Linked DNA regions of Gossypium hirsutum: region 2 is linked to region 1. A link is a contact called in public Hi-C data. All regions are on one chromosome and are shown on one strand. Each heading gives the region's core, a stretch centred on a gene start, on an enhancer-like site or on the middle of the called end of the contact. The rest is flanking DNA. Distances are from core to core; before and after follow the strand shown. Region 1 holds the start of LOC107897649. Region 2 holds the start of LOC107897656 (pyruvate, phosphate dikinase 2).

What was found. Hi-C and Micro-C count contacts between places; a contact is called where the count stands out from the background.
Region 2: a contact with region 1 is called in a Hi-C map of leaf, with 2.7 times the contacts expected there. The contact joins the promoter of LOC107897656 here to the promoter of LOC107897649 in region 1. A contact is called at or near these places in 2 of 34 Hi-C or Micro-C datasets (both in leaf).

The regions. Positions count from the first base shown.
Region 1 is chrA10:23,721,194-23,725,071 of Gossypium_hirsutum_v2.1, reverse strand. LOC107897649 reads left to right here and starts at 1,291. Exons shown (of 9, transcript XM_016823166.2): 1 at 1,291-1,991; 2 at 2,090-2,158; 3 at 2,525-2,581; 4 at 2,665-2,707; 5 at 2,895-2,978; 6 at 3,162-3,389; 7 at 3,512-3,554; 8 at 3,675-3,753; 9 at 3,842-3,878. The coding sequence starts at 1,713.
Region 2 is chrA10:23,983,926-23,987,309 of Gossypium_hirsutum_v2.1, reverse strand. LOC107897656 (pyruvate, phosphate dikinase 2) reads left to right here and starts at 1,694. Exons shown (of 21, transcript XM_041079251.1): 1 at 1,694-1,848; 2 at 1,926-2,274. The coding sequence starts at 1,948.

The DNA.
Region 1 (3,878 bases), core at 42-2,541:
ATATTTACGTATTATATAATTTTAATTATAATTTTAAAATATTTAACACTCAATCTTTACATGTGATGTTAATTTAATTCTGGTTCTAAAAAATTTTAAAAAAATTATAAAATTATAAAAATTTAAAAATTATAATAAATTAAAAAACACATAAAAATTACTAAGTTATAGAAAACCTTTAACTTTTGCAACTTCGGCTCATGACTTTCCTCATAACCGAAGCCTTCATCCTTTCCATTCATCAACTAAAAATAGATAGTAAGTAAATAATAGGTGAGTTAGCATTTTAAAAGATGCAAATTCCAATGTATTTAAACACATTCTTTTTATTTAAGGGCGAGAAAGTATTGTTGGCTAGAAATAAACTTTTCTTTTCCCTTTTTTCATATTCAAACAATTTTCATGACTTGGATGAGTTTTTTTAATGTGAGGTTCTAAAACCTGATAAAAAAATACATGGCGAAGTTAGAACAATTTTTTAGGGGAGGATGAAATTCTAATTTTTTATAGTTTATATTTTTATAATTTGTAAAGGATTAAATCGAATTTTTATAATTTTAAAAGAGGCTAAAGTGTAATTTTATCTTTATTAATTCAATTTTTTTAAAAAATTATAAAGGCTTGGCTTTGCCCCTGAAACAACATGTCAGGTTCCTCTTTTTTCTTCTCTTCTTTTTTTTTATTTTTATTTATAAAATTTCTTAAAAACATTTCTCTTTATTTTTGTTTTTTTGGTTTTCAAATATGAATAAGTTTACTTTGATATTTTTTAAATTTTAAAAATTAATTAAATGTTAACGTGTCATCTATATTACAATCTATGTATATTAGCGTCAACAAAGTTAATAAATATTTAATTTTTTCATCTATTTTAGGGTAAGTTGACAAAAATTCAAATTCAATGACAAAAAGAGGTGAAAAAATTAAATGGGGAGTTAAAATGATTTTTATTTTTTATATATAAAGTTAGATTACTTTAAAAATTTATAATGAAGGTGTGATGATCAGGAAGGGAAAAAAACGGGTGAAAAGTTAGTTTGATGAACTAAGTTACCACAAAGTCAAGATAATGGTGTTATGATTTTAGATTCAGATGGAATCTACGTTGTTATCTGAAAATGCCTACTTCTCCTAATTTCTTCCACAATCAATTGCTTTGCGGAAGTGACATGATAGAACTATCGGTTTTAATGGGAGTGGATCAAATCTTGAACAGGGCCCAATTTGATATATTTACATATTGTTTTAGGTTGAGTAAAATGATTCATCAACCAATATGAAGCCCATGAAATGCTTCCAAGCTCCCCAATGGCCATGGCGGATACTACGATGCCATTTTAAGACCAACCAAAATCTATGTCTGTTTCTGAACCAAAGAGATAGAAACCAGCTAAAAAAGCAGACCACTAGAAACTTTGTCTTTATTCTCTTTTGCCTATCCATTCGCAGGCCACATGTTGGTTGTTTTGTCATAAAGAAAAATACCCAACACACTCTGACATTCTCAATTCTCACCCCATGTCTGAAATCCAAATCCAACCATTTATATGATTTATCTAATCCCCGTACTTTCAGTTTTTTTCTTCATATATAATATAGAAAAAGTGAAACAAAAAAAGGAAGCTAATAGAAAAGAGATTGGAGTGTGTGACTCTGTGTGTGTGTGTGTGTGAGAGAGAGAGAGAGAGACAGAGAGAGAGAGAGTTATAAAAATGTTGGCCAAAGAGTCGGGTGGTTCCACCTTCGATCTTCCCGAGGAATTATTGCAAGTATTACCCTCCGATCCTTTTGATCAACTCGATGTGGCCCGTAAGATCACCTCCATTGCTCTCTCCACCCGCGTGTCTTTACTCGAAGCCGAGTCTTCTTCTCTTCGAGACAAGCTCACCGAGAAAGACCAACAAATCGCCGACTTGTGTGCCCTGATCGATGCTCTCGAGACTTCTTTGTCTGAAACCTCGAATAAGCTCGTTAAGGCCGACCAAGAAAAGGTACGTTCCATCTGGTTTTCTGTCTTTAATTTGTTTCTTCCTTTTTTTTTTAGAATTTTAATGATTCAATTATCTTTCCTTTTTTTGTTCTTTGGTAGGAGAGCTTGTTGAAAGATAATGCTTCGCTTTCTAATACTGTAAGGAAGCTTCAGAGAGATGTTTCCAAGGTAAATTGTTAAATTGTTAATGGGGGGGGTTCACTAAATTGTTAATAGGACTTTTAAAATGTTGAAGATAATTTTATTTTTCATGCAAAATAAAGGGTTCACATTAAATTTTTATAACCAATGTGCATTCTTAGAATCCTGATAAGGGAAGGCATGAGCATTGCTTGATGATTTGGAATGTTTTCATCTTGTGTGTTATATGTATGTTGAATTTTGGAAATTTGAGTGTGCCCTTCAATTGATGTATCTGAACTACCAAGGGCTTGTGTGGTTTGAGCTAATTGGTGTTTTGGGGAAGTGGGAAGTAGTGTTGAGGGTTTTACTAGGCAATTTAGTCTGAGGTTCGACTGTTATGCGATTCTGCAGTTGGAGGTCTTTAGAAGGAAGCTTATGCAGTCACTTCAAGAGGACGATGAAAGTTCTGTAAGTAATTCCACTTCCAGGGATTCCCTTTTAGAATGATGCTTTGTAGATTTTTTACTTGCTAAATCTTGTTTTCCATACAGGCCACAGGGGGTCCTCCAATCATCGCGAAGCCAACACTGTCAGGTATGTTTTTCTTTTTCCTGTTCACTCAGTTGAACGCATTTGAACTTCATTTCTGTAGTGCATCTGTGATCTAGATTGAACATTCAGTGCACTATTAGAAGTTGTCATCCTTACAGTTCTTTGTCAGATGCTTACGCTGCTTGTCATTGCTTATGATGATAACCCTTGGTATCTTCCAACTTTCCAGAAGATGATTCTGCCTTGATTTCAAGAACTGCTTCAATGCGCAGCCAGTACTCTGATTCGGGTGCAGAGGATCGTGACTCAGATGGTACACTTCAGTCTTTGTTGGTTTTGCCATAGCTGTAGAATTTATACCTAAATATGTTTCTTTCCACACAGTGCACACTGAAGATCTTTCTGTTTCCATGATCGCTACTGAGAGCACTGAAATATTTTATTTTCCCCTTTTCTTCATATTGTCATCTATTTTCCTCACTGGGTACCATTATAGTGTCAGCCTCAAGGCCTGGCTTACCTCATGGCCTCCTGCTAGCATCACAAACAAGCACACCGCGGCTAACTCCTCCAGGTTCTCCACCAAGTGTGTCAGCTTCTGTATCCCCCACAAGGACATCTAAGCCAGTGTCTCCTAGGAGACATTCAGTTTCGTTTTCTACCTCAAGAGGCATGTTTGATGATAGGTCATCAATATCAAGCTCCGATTCTGGATCACAGTCTGGTTAGCTTCAAAACTGTTATTCTAAAATAAGAGCTGGATATGTAGTTCTGCAGTAACAAATTAAATGCAACTGTGTAGTATTTTAAATATCATTTCATGACTTCTTTCTGGATATGTTTCAGGTCGCACTCGGGTTGATGGGAAAGAATTCTTCCGTCAAGTCAGGTAAATACATCTGTATTGTGAAAACTTACAGTTGCGGAAACAGTAAGCTGTTGTGGTTGATGAACCCAATCATATAAGTTTGCCTAATTTCATATCTCACACCTGTTTTTTGTTCATCAGGAGCCGCTTGTCGTATGAGCAGTTTGGTGCGTTCCTGGCAAATGTTAAAGAACTAAACTCCCACAAACAAACGAGAGAAGTATGCGACTTCTTGACTAACTCGTCTTCTTTGTTTTATCTGTTTCACAGTGCCGCATTTTCATCTTGTTTATTTCTGACTTATGCAGGAGACTTTGAGGAAAGCAGAGGAGATTTTTGGCCCGG
Region 2 (3,384 bases), core at 445-2,944, 260 kb before region 1:
ATAAATATTGAGTACTTAATATTTAATTTTAAAATATAAACTTTATAATAGAAAAAAAATCAATACTTATTTTTTTAGTTTTTTTTTCAAATAACATTTAATATTAATATCGAATTCAAATATAACTGTACTTATATTAAGTCCTTAATTAAGTTGGTGTTATGAGTCAATCGAGCACTAATTAAGTTGTGAAATTACTAAAATACTCATTTATATACAAAGTAAGTTATATGATTATGAGGATTCTTTTATCTTTTTATATTTTATAAATAAATAAAAACCCAATAATAGTAAAATGTGAAACCTGTGATACAATGAATTTTAAATATTTAACTTTATCATTTCATCGAAAGCATAATTTGGTATTTGTATGAACTTTAAATAAATATATTTGTTACATAAATTTTTTTATCACGTCATGGGTGTGTCATAATCTAATATTATTTTATCTGTTTTGAACAAATTTATCATTAAGTCAACTTAAACCAAATGATCATATATTTGTTCAAAATTTGACTCAACTCATTAAATTCAAGTTTTAGGTTTAAACATTGTGCATTTTTATAGATTTTATATAAAATATGAAAATAATATAAATACTTCATAATTGAGTTGAGATCTAATTAATAAGTAATATCAACTAGGCCGGACCTTTAAATCTATTTATTTTTATATACTATTATTAAAAGTTTGATTAAGTTGATGTCATTCATCAACTAAGTCCCAGCTCAGTCGTGAAATTATCAAAAGTTCATTTTTTTATAAACTAACAAATATTATTTTGATAGTATTTATATATTTTTATATTTTGATAAATTTTAAAAAAATGCATTTAAATCCAAGACATCCTAATTTTATTATTTTAACCAAAGTCACATTTGATTTTTATATCAATTTTTATAAATATGTTACTCCAATTATTTTTAGTTATTTAATATAATATAAAATTTTGATACCTAAATTTGAGACTTTTTTTCTAATGTGGTATATGTATTATTATTTTTATCTAATCTAGTATTTGTATTTGATAAAAGTTATATATTTTGGTATCCAAAGACAACAATGTTAACTTTATAGTATTTAAGTTCGATTTTAGAGTTTATTAAATGAAAATTAATTACTAATATTATTAACACTAAAAAAACTAACATTGTTACGTTCAAATACTAAATATATAACTATTATCAAATATATGTACTACATTGAACCAAAAAATTAAACTAGCATCGTGTCAAACTTAGATATAAAATTATGTATTAAGGATATAATATAATATAATATAATATAATATAATATAATATAAAAATGATAATTCAAATTGATAATGAAATTATTTTTTTTCTTTTTTGGTTGGATGGGATTTTTATTAATTTGTGTGCCATGAACATTGAAATTCTTAAAAAAAAAGAGGAAAATGACTTGTAATTTTGTAATGGAGCACAAAATAAATAAATAGTATTTTTACAAAAAAAAATAGTTCAACATAAGCAACCAATAGCTGGGCGCCACTTCAACGACCATGGTCCACCTGTTGAAAAATGATTCAAGGGAGGGCATTTAAGGTAATTCAAACAATTTAAAGTTCCGTTAGCCCCATGACTTAGCGCTGTAACCGTAATCCCATCCACTCATGTCATTCATCAAACCCTTTTTTTTCTTTTTCAATAATTCCAATTTTTTTCTCACATAAAAATGAATAAATTATCGCAACAAAAATAAAAATAAAATAAAATCCTATAACACAACAACCGCCATTTTCTTTTCTCCATCATCACTTCACTCCATTTCTCAGCCTCGAAGCTTCAAAAAGAAAAAAAAATCAATAACTGCCACTTTTCCCAAGCTCAGGTACTTCTTTTTTCATTTGATTATAATTGGTTTATTTTTCTTAATTTTAAAGTACTTTTTCTTTGTTGATTAAGCAGGTTGTTTGAAAAAACAAAAGAAATGTCATCAGCAGCGATGAAAGGAATAGTTATAAGACCAACACCAGATGTATATAAGCAGAGGCTATGGGAAGGAAGCTATTTGGATGGAAATCATAGACTTGATGTTTTTAAAGTTAAAAAACGTTCATTTTTGGGGGTGATGAAGCCAAGTTTTGGTAGTGTGGGAGTAATTACCAGTCGTCATATGATGCAAGAATGTTATTGTGGTTGTTGTTTGTTCCATGGGAATGGAAAGAACATGTGGAGTTCAAGACAGAGGCGGCTCGACACTCGGGCTGAAGCCATACTTTCCCCTCTCTCTGATCCAACACCAACCATGAAAAAGGTCTACCTTTTATATTTGTTTTTCAGTGATCAGAGTCCATAGAAATTCATTTCTGCCCGATCCTTCTGTTCTCGTATTACAGTTATATTTAAGGCATAATTTCGTATAAATTTTAAGTAACTGAATAATTTGTTGATAAAAATATCATAAAATCCCTTATATTAAGAATTAAATTATATTTTGTCCCTTTCACTAATTCTATGTATGTTAGATAAAGGAGTAAACAACTTTTTTATTGAAAATTTTATTTATTTCTACTATTGAAAACTTGACATGCCATGTGAACCTTATATTGATAAAAAAAATCTATTTTAGCAATAGAAATAAATAAAATTTTTATTTTTGATCTAATATACATAGACTAATTTTTTAATCTTTTAGTAAAGTGAAAAAAATATAATCTAACTTTTTAGCATAATAACTTCCATAACAGTTTTATGGTAATCTAAGTTTTCAAAACTTTTATGGTTTCAAATTGTCATATTGTATTATATTTTAATTATTTTCTCCTTTCATATTCACATGTGTCTAAATTAGGAGTTTGGGGTCATGATTGGGTTAACAAACTTGAGGTATGTTAATTAGTGAACTAGTTTGGTTCTTGGTCTATCTCTTTACAAACTTCAATGTTTTGGGTTGGATTCTTGGATTGAACTATCAATAGGCCCATTATATATCCAAAGCAGAGGTTTTGGTCTTTGGGTTAACATGATCCCATGGGCAATTCATGTATTCTTGTGGCGTTTATATATATAGTCATGTTTAAGTTATTTTATATTTATATAATATTTTACATGTTAGTATATTTATATAGTATTCATGCTTTTTCTATGTCATGTCATGTTTTCTTTCATGCATACTATGTGACTTGATTATCTTGCAATTTACAATATCATAATGTGGTTTAGATTTATTTAATATTCTTCATGATTTGGTGGCATGATCTATGCGTTAATCATAAAACTGAAAAATATTATAATAGACTAATTGATGAATTTATAGACTTGATACTTAAAACTAGGAAGTAAATGGTTGGTAGCATGGTCTTTTTGTTTAAGCTGTTGCTTGCTGTCTCCTGGGGTCCTTCAACATCACAATGCCTTTTAAATG